Linked DNA regions of Mus musculus: all the other regions are linked to region 1. The links are chromatin contacts, called in public HiChIP or PLAC-seq and promoter capture Hi-C maps. All regions are on one chromosome and are shown on one strand. The core of a region is the stretch at or near the end of the contact, and the rest is flanking DNA. Distances in the headings are between cores, read along the strand shown. Region 1 holds the start of Lactb2 (lactamase, beta 2). Region 2 holds the start of D030040B21Rik (RIKEN cDNA D030040B21 gene). Region 3 holds the start of Terf1 (telomeric repeat binding factor 1). Region 4 holds the start of Ube2w (ubiquitin-conjugating enzyme E2W (putative)).

Region 1 (3,073 bases), core at 97-2,596:
CCAAAGTTAGCAGAAACAGAAGTGTAAAAATGAGTTCAATGATATAGTGCCACCTATCATCTTAGACCTTTTTGTGATGCGGAGCAGTGGACACAAGTCTTGAACATCTGCTTTGGACCCAGTTAATATTTGTTTCTAATCACCCTTTAGTTTGAGTAGCATCATCTGCACGTTAATTATTTTACCATTACTTACTACCTAAAGAGCCTATAAAAATAAAACTATTACTTAAGTACAATATATGATTCCAGTGAACATTTGTGCTTAGCAACTGTTCATCTTAGTAACTTCTTCATCCAGTTTGCATAGAAACCAGCCATCTATTTTAACCCTCGAAGAAAAGCAGGCTGTGTTGAATGTCCTGGAACCATACAGCAAACTCCAGCAGGGCATTCTCCAGGGTTATTCAGACTATTTGCAATTTCCGGCTTAGGTGCTGACTTCAGAATGGGTTTAAAGTGGCACATCGAAGAGATTGTCCTGGGCTCAGACCATACTCTAGAGGTTAGGCACTCTGCTGCTAAAAGCATGCCGGAAGCCTAAAGGTCCCGTACTTTCCCCTGGCCTGATTCACTCTGGGCTAAACCTTTTATGTCTACTTTTAGAGTCCGATGCTTGTAAATATCCTTTACTCTAGAAGAGTTAATATAATAGAGACTTTAAACGCAAACAAGATATGCTTGTCATACACGATTAGTAGAAAAAGCAAGAGTTAGTTTCTCCTACCCACAGGCTGGGTTGCTCTGTCGGGTTTAGACTCCGGTTGAACTAGAAGCAAATTCTGCCCTCTACTGTAAGAGACTGGATTTAGTATAGTCAATTGCTTACAGTAAACTTTTAAGGGCCTAGTTATATGACCCAACCAAGCCTGAAAGTGGCTATGTAGCCTAGGATGGCCTCGTACTGGGGGCGACCTCCTGCCTCTGCGTTCCAAACACTGGATTTCAAGTGTGCACTAACACACAGGCTACGGTAAACTCACTCGGTCACCACCTGCGGGCAGCGAGACAGCAAGTAAACTGTGAGTCAGACTTGGGAAGCCTGTGCTTTTCTTACACCCTCTGTCCTCCGCAGAGCTCGGGGACGCGCTGGGGGCTAGCCTGGCCTCTCGCTGCCTCCCTGCCACGTGACTGCGTGAGCTGCGGGGGCTCGGGGGTGGCGTTTACCTGCTGCCGGTCCCCACCAGGTACGTGTTGGTGCCTTGCAGGGTCATGGGACCCGGGTTGCAGCCCAACACGCGCACCACCCGACTGGACAGCTGCTCGATGCGCTGCAGAGCGGCAGCCATCTCTCTATCTACCTCGGTGACCGCCGGCACCCGAATTCCAAGTCACTCAGCGTGCTGCGACCTCAGGCTCGGAGGGCAGGGCGGCGGTCTCGTGACGTCAGGCCCGGCGCGGATCACGTGGGACTTCGCTCAGTGGCCCGGAGCGGATTGGCGGCCACTATCTTACGACTTGCTGGCACGCCCGTCAGCCAAGTGACGGGGGTGGGGTGGAGGGATGAGTTCGCGGTGACTGTGGCATGAGGTGGCCTGACCCGCCCGCACTGGCCTCAGCCGGCTCCGTCGCTGAGCTTCTTGTGTCTCTGAGCCTTGTTTCCAAGTAGCTTTACATATCCATAAAGAAGAATGCAGTTACTTCATTGAAGTTAACCTCCAGAAGTGGGGGAGGGAAGGTCACAAGCTAGGCAGGTATGGGGAGTATTTACTGAGTCACCAACTTAGGAAGGAATGGCAGGCTGGTGATTTGAAGAATAGCTTACCTTTTACAATAAATGATGGCAACCAATGCTTACTTGTACCTGTGTGCGTCTAGCCAAGGGCCACCTCCGAACATTACTTTTTAATCCTCAACAACAGGAAAAAAAAAAAAAAGTAAAGAAAAGAAAGAAAGAAAATAAAAGCGACTGTGCATATCTGCAGAGGCCAGAAGACAATTTGACAATTTCAGGTGACTCAGGAACTGTGCATACCCTTCACCAGTGTTGACTTGCCACCCAGGCCAGACTGGCCAGCGGTTGACAGCCCCAGAGATTCCCATGTCTCCATCTCCCCAGTACAGGCATTATAAAAATGAGACACCATGCCCCACATTTTTACATAGGTTCTGGGGGATCAGCCTCTGCTTGTCGTGCTTATAAGGCAATCACTTTAATAACTGATCTATCGCCCCAAACCCCATTAGTTATCTACTCTTAAAATCCCACGTAGTTCTTAACTCTTTTTTTTTTTTTTTCGAGACAGGGTTTCTCTGTGTAGCCCTGGCTGTCCTGGAACTCACTTTGTAGACCAGGCTGGCCTTGAACTCAGAAATATGCCTGCCTCTGCCTCCCAAGTGCTGGGATTAAAGGCGTGCGCCACCACCACCCGGCAGTTCTTAACTCTTAACAGGCACAATTTCCCCCCATTTTATAAATGTAAATTGGAGTTTGGGAGAGCCAAGCTCTGCTTCCACTTGTTTTACATGAGCACATGGTGCTATCTGCGCAGAGTGGAGGGGCTTGTTTATCTCCTCTCTATCCTACCCTTGCCAAGGGAAATAGGTTGGTTTAGTGTCCAAGGTGAAAGTGATATAATTGCTCTGTCTTTTCCAATTTTCTCTGCCTTTCCCAATCAGCAAGTATTAAGCATTGCTTCCCACTTTAAAATTTTTAGTTATAAGTTACTTATAAGAAAATGCACAGATCCTAAGATATCCATCAAATTATGATGAATATATACCACAAAAGAGATGTAGAGTGTATTCACTACCTTAGCCTACTCCTTTTAGGAATATGGCTCCTCCAGCAAATGCTGAGGCACACAACCAAGACTGAATTCACTATGTAGAAGAAAAACCTGGGTGGACAGTCTGGGACAACCCAGTAAGGCTGTCTTTCTCTGTGAAGTATGCGACTGCATGCTTACTTGAGTGGAGTCTAGTGCATGGATATATGTTGGTCTGCGTCCGCTGGGCATGGCCTCTTGGAGAGTTTGACTGTGTCTACAGCTGGTGGGATGGGTGCAGTGCTGTAGGGAAGCACCAAGACACAGCTTCAGGGGTGGGAAACCACAGTCTGAGATGTGGGAAAG
Region 2 (3,061 bases), core at 561-3,060, 3.0 Mb after region 1:
GGAGTAGTGGCACACAAGAGTGCGGACTCAGTGTAGTTGAGGTCCAAGGTTAATCCAAGCAAGTTGAAAAGATAAGAGCCAGCATGGCGGCTACACCTTTAAAACTAACAACTGGGAGATAGGCCTGGTGGGCCACACATTTAGACCAGACGAGTTACTGAGTACAACTTCCATGTCATCCAAGAGTACTCAAAAAATTGATAAATAGAAATATAGAAACCCCAAATTACTATAAATTAACAAACATCCATGATATAAAACCACAACAGTTTACTCATCACTGAAGATTAAATCCACTTGTGAACTTCGACGGCTTAATAACACATAATATAAACGAGATCAAGTATTTACCATCTTAGACCACTTAACAGAAAATAAAATTCAATTTGGGACTAAGAAGCAGATCTGGTAGTATGGACCAAGTTGTAAAACTATTTCAATTGCTTTCTACACTAGAAAGTGCAGAGTAGGCATGCTTGCACTAAATGACAAAACTTTCATGCTCACAAAACTGAAGAGTTCCTTAAGGGAAACTAAATAAATGGGCACTGTACCTGGCACTAGATAACTCCTTTCAGGCAAAAATGAGAGGTAGATAGATGCACAAATGAGCCAATGTACCCAGCCAGGCAGAAATTACCCAAGTTGTCCAGAAGGTAAACTTTCTTTCAGGGTCCTATAGCTTAAAGCGGCGAGGGCTCTCTCCTGGGTCTAGCGACTGATTTTAACAGTAAAACAAATACAAGCGCACATGAGGTAGGCAAAACGGAAAAGCGATCCGGCTGCCATGCTCTTAACTCCACCCTCCCCGCGCTCAGCCTGGAGGAGGCCCAGCCAGCCCGCACCTCCTGTCCTCTCCCCTTTCCAGACCCACCGAGCTGAGCTAGTTAAGGTCCCGCCAAACTCCTCTCCCCTCCCCCAAGCCAGGAGCTGGGGAGGCCGGAGAGACTCAGAGCTTCCGTTCCTTCCCCGCCCAGACGGGAAGGGGTGAGCAGAGGGATAACTAAAGCATCCAGTCCCAGCCGCACTAACTCTCCTAGCGAAATCAGATCCCGATTCCCACCATAGCCCGACACTCACTAGCCAGTCCCGCAGCTACCGCAGCCGTAACCCCACGTACCGCCACAGCCCCTATTCAGGGCCGCCCCCCTCCCACCCCCAGCGGCCTACCCCTGTGGGTTCCGGGGCACAGAAAGGAATTACTTCCGTCGCGTCACAGCCGCTTTCTGTAACGCGCGGGAGACTGGTACCTGGCAAGGCCGAGACGCGATCTGCCGGTAACTTGCGTCTGGAGGAAGTGCGTTGTGGGCAGTAAAACAGGCCCATTTAAGAGACATCGCTACCAAATCCCAACCAATGAGATGCTAGGACTTCTTGGTTCCCAGAATGCAGCGCCATCCGGATCCAATTTCTGCCGAGAAAAGCTGAGCCGGCGAGGCAGCAGTGCATTCTGGGATATGTAGTTTCTTACAAGGTTTCGGCTAGTGTTTGGTCCGAAGTGACACTGCATCTTGGGACTTGTGGTTTTCTGTGTAGCGCTGAAATTTTTGATGTCTTTAAAGCTTGTCTCAACCTCTTTGTTTAAAGTAATACACATCAACGGGCATCTTAACAAGCTCCCAATGTGTTTGCCTCATTTCCTCTCTTCCCGATATAGGTCAGTGTTTACTGAAATATGCCACGCCCACCCGTCCAGTTCTCGCTGCCTATCACCATTACTTAAATCAGGGCCCATTATTTCTGCTCCTCACCTCCCCAGTTCCACGCCCCCCTCAACCAAACCTTTTCATTGGCTTTTCCGTGGTTACCTAGGCACCTTTCCTAGAAAGCTGAAAAGCAGCTCAGTTAAGTTTCCTCTCTGCTGTTTTCATGGAGTGGGCTTGAAAACCTAGATTCAAGATACTCAGTTAATCAGTCGCAGCTGTGTAATAGTATCCCACAAAAGGAAGTATAGTATGTATGTGCTATTTGGAATTTCTGAAACTTCTCAAAGGGTTTTGTTTTTGAATTTTTGAGACAGGGTATTTCAGTGTTACCCTGGAACTACGAGTCCCAGACTAGCTATGTATTTGGGGACAATTCTATCTCCTTCCTTAGCCATCAGGCACAGTAATTTCCCTATGTAATCCTTGGCTGCCCTCCAACTCCAATTTATAATTCTGTTTCAGCCTCAAAGTGTTGAAACGACAGGTGTTGCCTACCATGGGTTGCTCTGAAAGTGTTTGTCTGTTTGTTTGTGTTTGTGTTTTTGCTTTATTTGATTTGGCAGCTATGTATGCTTTTATGGAATTGAAAGCAAAAATATAGCTGCGGCCTTGAATTAATTTTCAAAGGCTTTGGAGAAATAATGAAAGTGTTTTGGTTGTATCCATAATTCAAAGTAGTTTCATAGTAAAAGAGGCATTTGGTAGCAGAAGATAAAACTAAAGAAAAAAATATGAAAAAACTAAGTGAGACCTGAGTCTCCCTTTAGGCAGTAAGGGTGGGCCCGACTTCCATCGTATATCTTGACTAAAGAACCAAGGATAGGTTCATGCGGCTGGCTCAGGATTCCGTTGGTTTGTTTTAAGATTTATTTGTTTGCTTTTTAAATTTTATTTGTTTTTTTTTCTTTTTCTTTTCTTTTTTTTTTGTTTCTGTTTTTTGTTTTGTTTTGTTTTTGTTTTTGTTTTTTTGAGGCAGGGTTTCTCTGTATAGCCCTGGCTATCCTGGAACTCACTCTGTAGACCAGGCTGGCCTTGAACTCAGAAATCCTTCTGCCTCTGCCTCCCAAGTGCTGGGATTAAAGGCGTGCGCCACCACGCCCGGCATAATTTTATTTGTTTTTAAGATTTATGTATTTATTTATTATTTGTGTTTTTATGTATGAGTGCTCTATCTGCATGCCAGAAGAGAGCACCAGATCCCATTATAGATGGTTGTGAGCCACCATGTGGTTGCTAGGAGTTGAACTCAGTACCTATGGAAGAAAAGCCAGTGAGCATTTAACTGCCGAGACATCTCCCCAGTCCCATGGATTCCTTCTAAAAGGACACAGAAAAGGGAACTAGGTCAGACAACT
Region 3 (3,096 bases), core at 330-2,829, 2.1 Mb after region 1:
AGGGGTAAGAGGGAGACAAGAGTAAGCAGTAAGAGCGTAACAGCCCTTTTTATGTTCTTTACTGTTGTTAGGTAACTGGGGAGGAGTTGAGCCTGAAGGTCAAAAGCTAGGGCCATTGCCTACGTGACTACTGAACATGCTTCTCTTGTGGGGGCTGTGTGTGTGTGTGTGGGGGGGGGGGCGGTAACTTAGGCAGGAGCCAGAGTTCCAGGAGCATGAGGGAACGCCTACTGTGTCATGAAGGTGCATTATGACCATCGGGGTTAAGACCTCAGCTCAACTGGAGACCAACCTGCAATTCCCCACAGGGTAGAACCCCCAAATAATATTTACTGCAACACCATCTCTAGAGCCTGGGGGTAATATGCCCTCATGGTCATGAAAGACCCACAATGTGAGGGCTCCCCCACGTTCTGACTCAGGAGAGGCGACACCCCAAAATCACCCACAAGAAACGGGTCTTGCTGCAAATTGCAAGAGGATTTTTTATTCAAGAGCGCTCTCGGGCCCATGGTCATACACCACGCAGGGGTAGAGGACCGTGGCGCCCCAGTAGCTGGGTAAGGGGGTATTTAAAGGAAGAAACCGAAACTCAAGGAAGTGGGGAGGGCGTTGTTGGAAGATACCAAAGATACCAGTTAAGAGTCACAAGGAAGTGTAAAGTTAATAGAGTCACAAGGAATACCTGGTAATTGTTAACTCTCAAGACAGCTTCTAAGAGCCCCTAACAATAGCACATTTGCATTGCAGGTTCTGGTAATGGCCAGGGTGACTTTCTTTGAATGAGCACTCTTTGAACCCAGGAAGCGGGTGGGTAGAGGAATGTCGCTATCTCTTTTATGATTAGCATACCTTTACAAAGGCCACATTCCCAAGCCTGGGCCTAAAGGCCTAGAATTCTGTTTTTACGTTGTTATACTTTCATTCAATGCAAACATTGTACAGTAATAGTGATCAAAATGTGGTCCTGGGACTAACAGTCTCAGCATTCATGGGGAACTGACTAGACTTGCGAATTCCAGGGTCAGCACCATCCTACCCGCTCACCCCAGGCAGAACTTTAGTGAAAAATCAGAGCCCAGCAATTTCAGCTTTAATAACCCCGGATTTCAATAAAATGAACACATAGGGTAGAAAGACAGTGTGATTACAGTGTAACAGGGTTAAATGCTCATGTTTATGGCGACAAGTTAAAATTTCTGGTGCTGCTGCTGCCATAACGCTCAAGTGCTCCAGGCTGGCCTAGACTTTGTAGTTGAAGATGGCCCTAATTCCTAATCTTCCTGTCTCCACCTCCTGAGTGCTGCTGGGATTATAGACGCGCAGTGCCATGCAGTCAAAATCTGCAGTCAAAAACCTCTCGGTTTTAACTACCCTGTTTCCAGCGCAGATTGCATTTTTTAAAATGTATCTTAGCCTATCATCCAGAAGCTACACTATCCAAAACGCCTGGGCTCGGATCGACAAGGAATTTAGCAGTTCTCAGCCAATCGGAAGCCAAGCTCCAGCCACTAGCCCACCCTAGCGATGCGATTGGCTGACTTCCACGCCCACCGCGAGCAAATCAGCGCACGGCGCCAGCTGAGGCACGGCGAGCGCTTTCGGTTTAACATGGCGGAGACGGTCTCCTCAGCGGCCCGGGACGCGCCGAGCCGTGAGGGCTGGACAGATTCGGATTCTCCAGAGCAGGAGGAGGTGGGAGACGACGCGGAGCTGCTCCAGTGCCAGCTTCAGCTGGGGACCCCGAGAGAGATGGAGAACGCGGAGCTTGTGGCTGAGGTGGAGGCCGTGGCTGCGGGCTGGATGCTCGACTTCCTCTGCCTGTCTCTGTGCCGAGCCTTCCGTGACGGCCGCTCCGAGGACTTTCGTCGTACTCGTGACAGCGCCGAGGGTGAGTGCGGGCTCCCGGGCCGGAGGCTGCGTCGCGGCCGAGACCTGCTTGCCCCGCACACACCGGGGCGGGATCCCAGGCGGGAGACGGCGCGAAACCGGCCGCTTCCTGTTTGCTGGAAGTCCTGGCTCCCGCCCCCACGCCTTCCGCGTCCCCTGGACAGAATGTTTGTTTGTTTGTTTTAAAGGGAGCCAGCCCAGTTGCTACCGCTGCTTCTGGAGCCAAACTCTAACAGATGAATATAGAAACATTTAAGAAGGGCCGGGATGCGGCTGCCAAGGGAGGTAGTACAGCTTGTCAATGCTTATCTTGCAAGCCAGGGAACCTGCGTTTGATCCCCAGAGCCTATGCCATACACATATACTTACAGCGCTGGGAAGACCGGTGACTAGGGCTCACTGACCCCTGGCCCAACCCAATTTGGCAAGCTTTAGGCCAGTGGAAGGCCAAAAACAAAGGCCTGGGGAGGAAGGATTTTTAAACTCCAGGGGATCAAATTTCCGTCTTTTGGCCTCAACGGGCACTGTATACACATGTTACACAGACAGACGTGCAGGTAAAATACCCATATTCATAAAATAAAAATAAATGAATCTTTTGTTTAAATGTTTAAAAAGTTTGACAGTGCCTGAAAACTCAGACCCAAGTTTGTCTTCTGGCCTGTGTGTTGGTGAGAGACATCCAGGAATATGGTTGGCTTACCAGTGTACATATTCACTGCCAAGTGTATCTTTGTGTTTGTTCAAACACGCCTTTAATCCCAGCACTTGGGAGGCAGAGGCAGGCGGATTTCTGAGTTCCAGGCCAGCCTGGTCTACAAAGTGAGTTCCAGGACAGCCAGGTCTATACAGAGAAACCCTGTCCCGAAAAGCCAACCAACCAAACAAAAAAGAAATAAATGTTATAAAGTTGATTATGAATTGAACAAGTTCAATGGAAACCTTTACATATGTATACTACTTCCTAAAATACAAAGAACTTCATGGTATAAATTGCAAAGTAGTGATTTGATACATTTTATAATTTAGATGTGAATCTTGGTAAAAACAATTTTGAGTATCTGTTTCACATTTGAGTTATGGTTTGTTAGAACAGTAATATTACAACTTTTTAAAGATTTTTAAAAAATTAATTCGAATCTACAGTTCTAAATTTATGATCAGTTTTTGTTGAGTATTATATTAGGGTTCTCTTGAGTAACAACT
Region 4 (3,289 bases), core at 750-3,249, 3.0 Mb after region 1:
TACCTGGCAAGCACCTGTAACTCAGATCCAGAGCAGGTGTGGCCTACACAGGTACTTTCATACCCACATACCCACCCAGAGATAACATACACAATTAAGAAATAAGAAATAAATCTGTGTCAAAATGCTACTATTTCCAGGAAAAATGATCAGATACTTTAAAAGAGATACATATAAAAGGTCAAGATTTAACTTTAGAACAGAAAGGATCCGTTCCCACTCTAATCCAACAAAAGAAAGACGCTGCTACTCTTCCACAGCACTGCCTGAGGCATAGAAACAGGCATAAAAAGCACTTTCCCCCACTGCTGAAGACAAAGTAAATTCCAAAAATAGCAATCTCTTACAAACAAATCTGCCTTTTCCAAAAACTAAGTATAAAAGCTAACCAGCTCTCATGCCAGATACAATCCCAGTGTGGATTTTAATCTTCATTTTTAGTCTTAAATAATGCCTGTATCTTAAGACAGATCACCGTCAAGTGTTAGTAACAAATAATGTCTTAATACAGATAAAAATCTTAAAGCAATCATATAGCCCATCTGCTGTCAACTGATGTTCCACAGTTCCTTTTTTGGCCTCAAATGATGAAACTTCTCTAACGTCTCTGGGGAGACTAGTAAAGTATAACGTTTCCTGAAATTGTTCTTGTTTCACTGCACCATTTCGTGACACCTCTTCACCTAAGAATGCTACTGCAGGAAAGGCCAAAAGTACAAGCAAATGCAAAAAGAATACCATAAGGAAAGCTGATTGAAGGAAGATACAGGGGAAGGAGGGAAATGCGTAAGAATGCAAACCATTGCTAGCAGAGAAGCGCCAACAACGAGATCTTGCTTATTCTTCTAGAAACAAAAACCAAAAATTCTAAGGAAAATGCGGATGTTACTCGAGGATGATGTTAAAACTCCAAAAAGCGTTCCGCTGACACGCTACAAGAGTTCTACTCTCTCTTCCTATGTGCTTTAACACCGCTAGCCCTATCTGCAAATTAAATGCCGGCTATAGATAATGCAATCTCTAGAAACTACAATTGTGGTTGCCATCTTTGCCTGAAAATTTTTTCTTTTATTGGATTTGCAAGGGGGGGGGGGAATACATTAAGTTGGAAGCTACAAAAAACACCTTCAAGTCTGACAGAGCACAGGTTAACAGGCGTCTCCTACCAAACTAAGGTTTTAAAGGTCTGGGAAAGAAAGGCAAAGGAGCCACGGCCTTACCAATCCCGCAAGGGTGGGGCATCGCAAGAAAAAAAAATTTAAGAGGGCGAGTTTCTATCGAGGCCGAGGAGCAGGCCCACGAGCTCGCACGTTGTGGTAGCACAGGACGCTGGGGACAGGGACGAAGGGCGGCTTCGAAGAAGAGACGTGGGCTGCCAGGGAATGCCCAGAGTGCGGGCTGATAGAAGGAGGCACCCACCGGGCACCGGATGAAGATCAGAGAAGAACGAGCATGAGTCCGGCGATCCGAGGCTGCGCGTGGGAGGCCGGGCAGAGGCCGCGGAGCGCCGTGGGCAGGCGGCCGTCCTCGGCGAGGGGCTCTGCCGGTCTCCGGCCGCCCCGACCGCGGGTGACGGCGGCGGGCACAGCTGTTTCCACCCCGCTGGGGAGCGCGAGGGGAAAAGCATCCCGGCGGTGGCCAGGGAGCCGAGCGGCAGGCATCCTCGCGTAGGGGCGCGGAGCGGAGCCCCCACCGCGAAGCGCACGACGAACTTCGCCCTTTCTTCCCCCTAAGCCGCCTTTATGCCACAACTTCGCGGCCGCTACTGTCCGCGGCCACCGGCCGACACCCCCGCTCGGCTCGCCGCCAGGCGATCCCCCGACGCCCCGAGGTCAGGGAAGGTCGCCCGGAGCCAGGCCCAGAGGTCTCGGACGCCGACCCCGCGCAGACGCTCACCTCGTCTCGATGGCCCCCTCGCCCTCCCCGCTGCAGCAGCTCCGCTCACCTGCATTGACGCCATGATGAAACCATCCCCCCAAGGCCAGCGAGGCCCGAGACGCAGGGGGCGGAGCCGCCGTGCTCGCGTCACGCCGCGGGGGCCCAACATCCCGGGCACGGGGGTGGAGTCGCCGATGGGAAGGGGCCCGCGTGTCCGATTGGCTAGCGCGCGGGTGCCCGGGGCGGGGCGGGGCGGGGCCAGGCCGGGCTCCCTAGGTACCTTGCATCCCAGCCAATTTATACGCGGGCCCACCCTCAGTGCTGGCGGAGGCGCTGCTCCAGGTCGGACTGAAGCGTTATGCCGAGGTCACAATGCTGTCCGGGCATTTGGCAGGGAGGGGATCTCATTTTGTTTTTCCAGCTACAAGTGTAAGATTTACAGCCCACCCCCTTCATATGTCTTTTTTACACCTACCGTGTTTTCGCTCCTGAGGCAGATACAACTTCGCCTGGAGATGCTTTCTGGTATTTGCAGACCTAGGAAGCTTCTACTTTGAGGGGCAGAGAGTCACAGGTTTCCCTATAGGACAGAATGAAAACTGAGAGCAGTGATCTTAAAAGCAAGAACAATTGGATTTGAAACGTGCTGGAAAGGGAAGGAGGGTGAATAATGGAGTTCCCTTTTGTGTGCAATTTTCTAGTTCCCTAACCCTCTAAATTGTAAAGTCCAGGTATACCATAAGAGTCGTTGTTACATCAGTCTTACTTTTGATTAACAATTTGACTCTAGCCGTGAAATCTCAATATAATGAATATAGTTTACGTAATTTAATACTTAATACTTAATACTTAAACCTTCTGCCATGCCTAGATTTCTCTTCACCCTATTCTGTGGTGGGCAGTTGCATGATCAGACGACCTATGAGTGAGCTTGAGTAGAAATCGCTGAGCATACAGAATTTATTCTAGGAATGCACCAGTTCTGCCAGCATTTATCAGAAGTCACATTTTTAAAGCTCCTCCGGAACCAAAGATGTCGTTTACTTAAATACCAAACGAAAAATGGAAGCCAAAAGCTTGCACCTCATGTCCTGTCTCTAAAGGAATCAGAGAGGATGGCATGTTGAGTAGAAGGCTTTTACTTTACCCGGATGAAAGTTTAAATCTTTATTTTTATTGACTTGGCTTCATTTTTAGACATTTCTCTAAAATATAAATATAATGGTGATGTAGGTTATCACTCTCACACTTAAGCTAGAGCACGATGTTCCTCTGAGAACATCCGTAAGGAAATGTGTTCAAGAGAGGAAAAGATGTCTAAATCTGCCAGTTTTTCTGTGGTGTAATATTCAAGACGGTTTCTCTTCACCATGGAGGAACTTTTCCATGGGGTTTGCATGACTTGGAGTAC

What was found. Promoter capture Hi-C pulls out the DNA fragments that hold promoters and counts their contacts. HiChIP or PLAC-seq counts read pairs in DNA pulled down with a chosen protein or histone mark.
Region 2: a contact with region 1 is called in a promoter capture Hi-C map of liver, with 4 times the contacts expected there. The contact joins the promoter of D030040B21Rik here to the promoter of Lactb2 in region 1. A contact is called at or near these places in 2 of 39 promoter capture datasets (cranial neural crest and liver), 1 of 484 Hi-C or Micro-C datasets (B cells), 4 of 115 datasets of contacts at active chromatin or transcription factors (astrocytes, embryonic stem cells, extraembryonic endoderm stem cells and 1 more) and 1 of 9 other capture datasets (adipose tissue).
Region 3: a contact with region 1 is called in an H3K27ac HiChIP or PLAC-seq map of embryonic stem cells, with 9 times the contacts expected there. The contact joins the promoter of Terf1 here to the promoter of Lactb2 in region 1. A contact is called at or near these places in 4 of 39 promoter capture datasets (embryonic stem cells, erythroid cells, liver and 1 more), 6 of 115 datasets of contacts at active chromatin or transcription factors (astrocytes, embryonic stem cells and extraembryonic endoderm stem cells) and 2 of 9 other capture datasets (adipose tissue and liver).
Region 4: a promoter capture Hi-C map of pre-B cells shows a contact between it and region 1, with 6 times the contacts expected there. The contact joins the promoter of Ube2w here to the promoter of Lactb2 in region 1. A contact is called at or near these places in 3 of 39 promoter capture datasets (the HPC-7 cell line, HPC-7-derived erythroid cells, liver and 1 more) and 1 of 115 datasets of contacts at active chromatin or transcription factors (extraembryonic endoderm stem cells).

The regions. Positions count from the first base shown.
Region 1 is chr1:13,659,163-13,662,235 of GRCm38.p6, forward strand. Lactb2 (lactamase, beta 2) reads right to left here and starts at 1,347. Exons shown (of 7, transcript NM_145381.2): 1 at 1,167-1,347. The coding sequence starts at 1,288.
Region 2 is chr1:16,655,742-16,658,802 of GRCm38.p6, forward strand. It overlaps D030040B21Rik (RIKEN cDNA D030040B21 gene), which reads left to right and starts at 1,811. Exons shown (of 4, transcript NR_037998.1): 1 at 1,811-3,061. Eloc (elongin C) reads right to left here and starts at 1,124. Exons shown (of 4, transcript NM_026456.4): 1 at 1,081-1,124.
Region 3 is chr1:15,804,067-15,807,162 of GRCm38.p6, forward strand. It overlaps Terf1 (telomeric repeat binding factor 1), which reads left to right and starts at 1,580. Exons shown (of 10, transcript NM_009352.3): 1 at 1,580-1,891. The coding sequence starts at 1,612.
Region 4 is chr1:16,617,292-16,620,580 of GRCm38.p6, forward strand. Ube2w (ubiquitin-conjugating enzyme E2W (putative)) reads right to left here and starts at 2,000. Exons shown (of 6, transcript NM_025773.4): 1 at 1,946-2,000. The coding sequence starts at 1,960.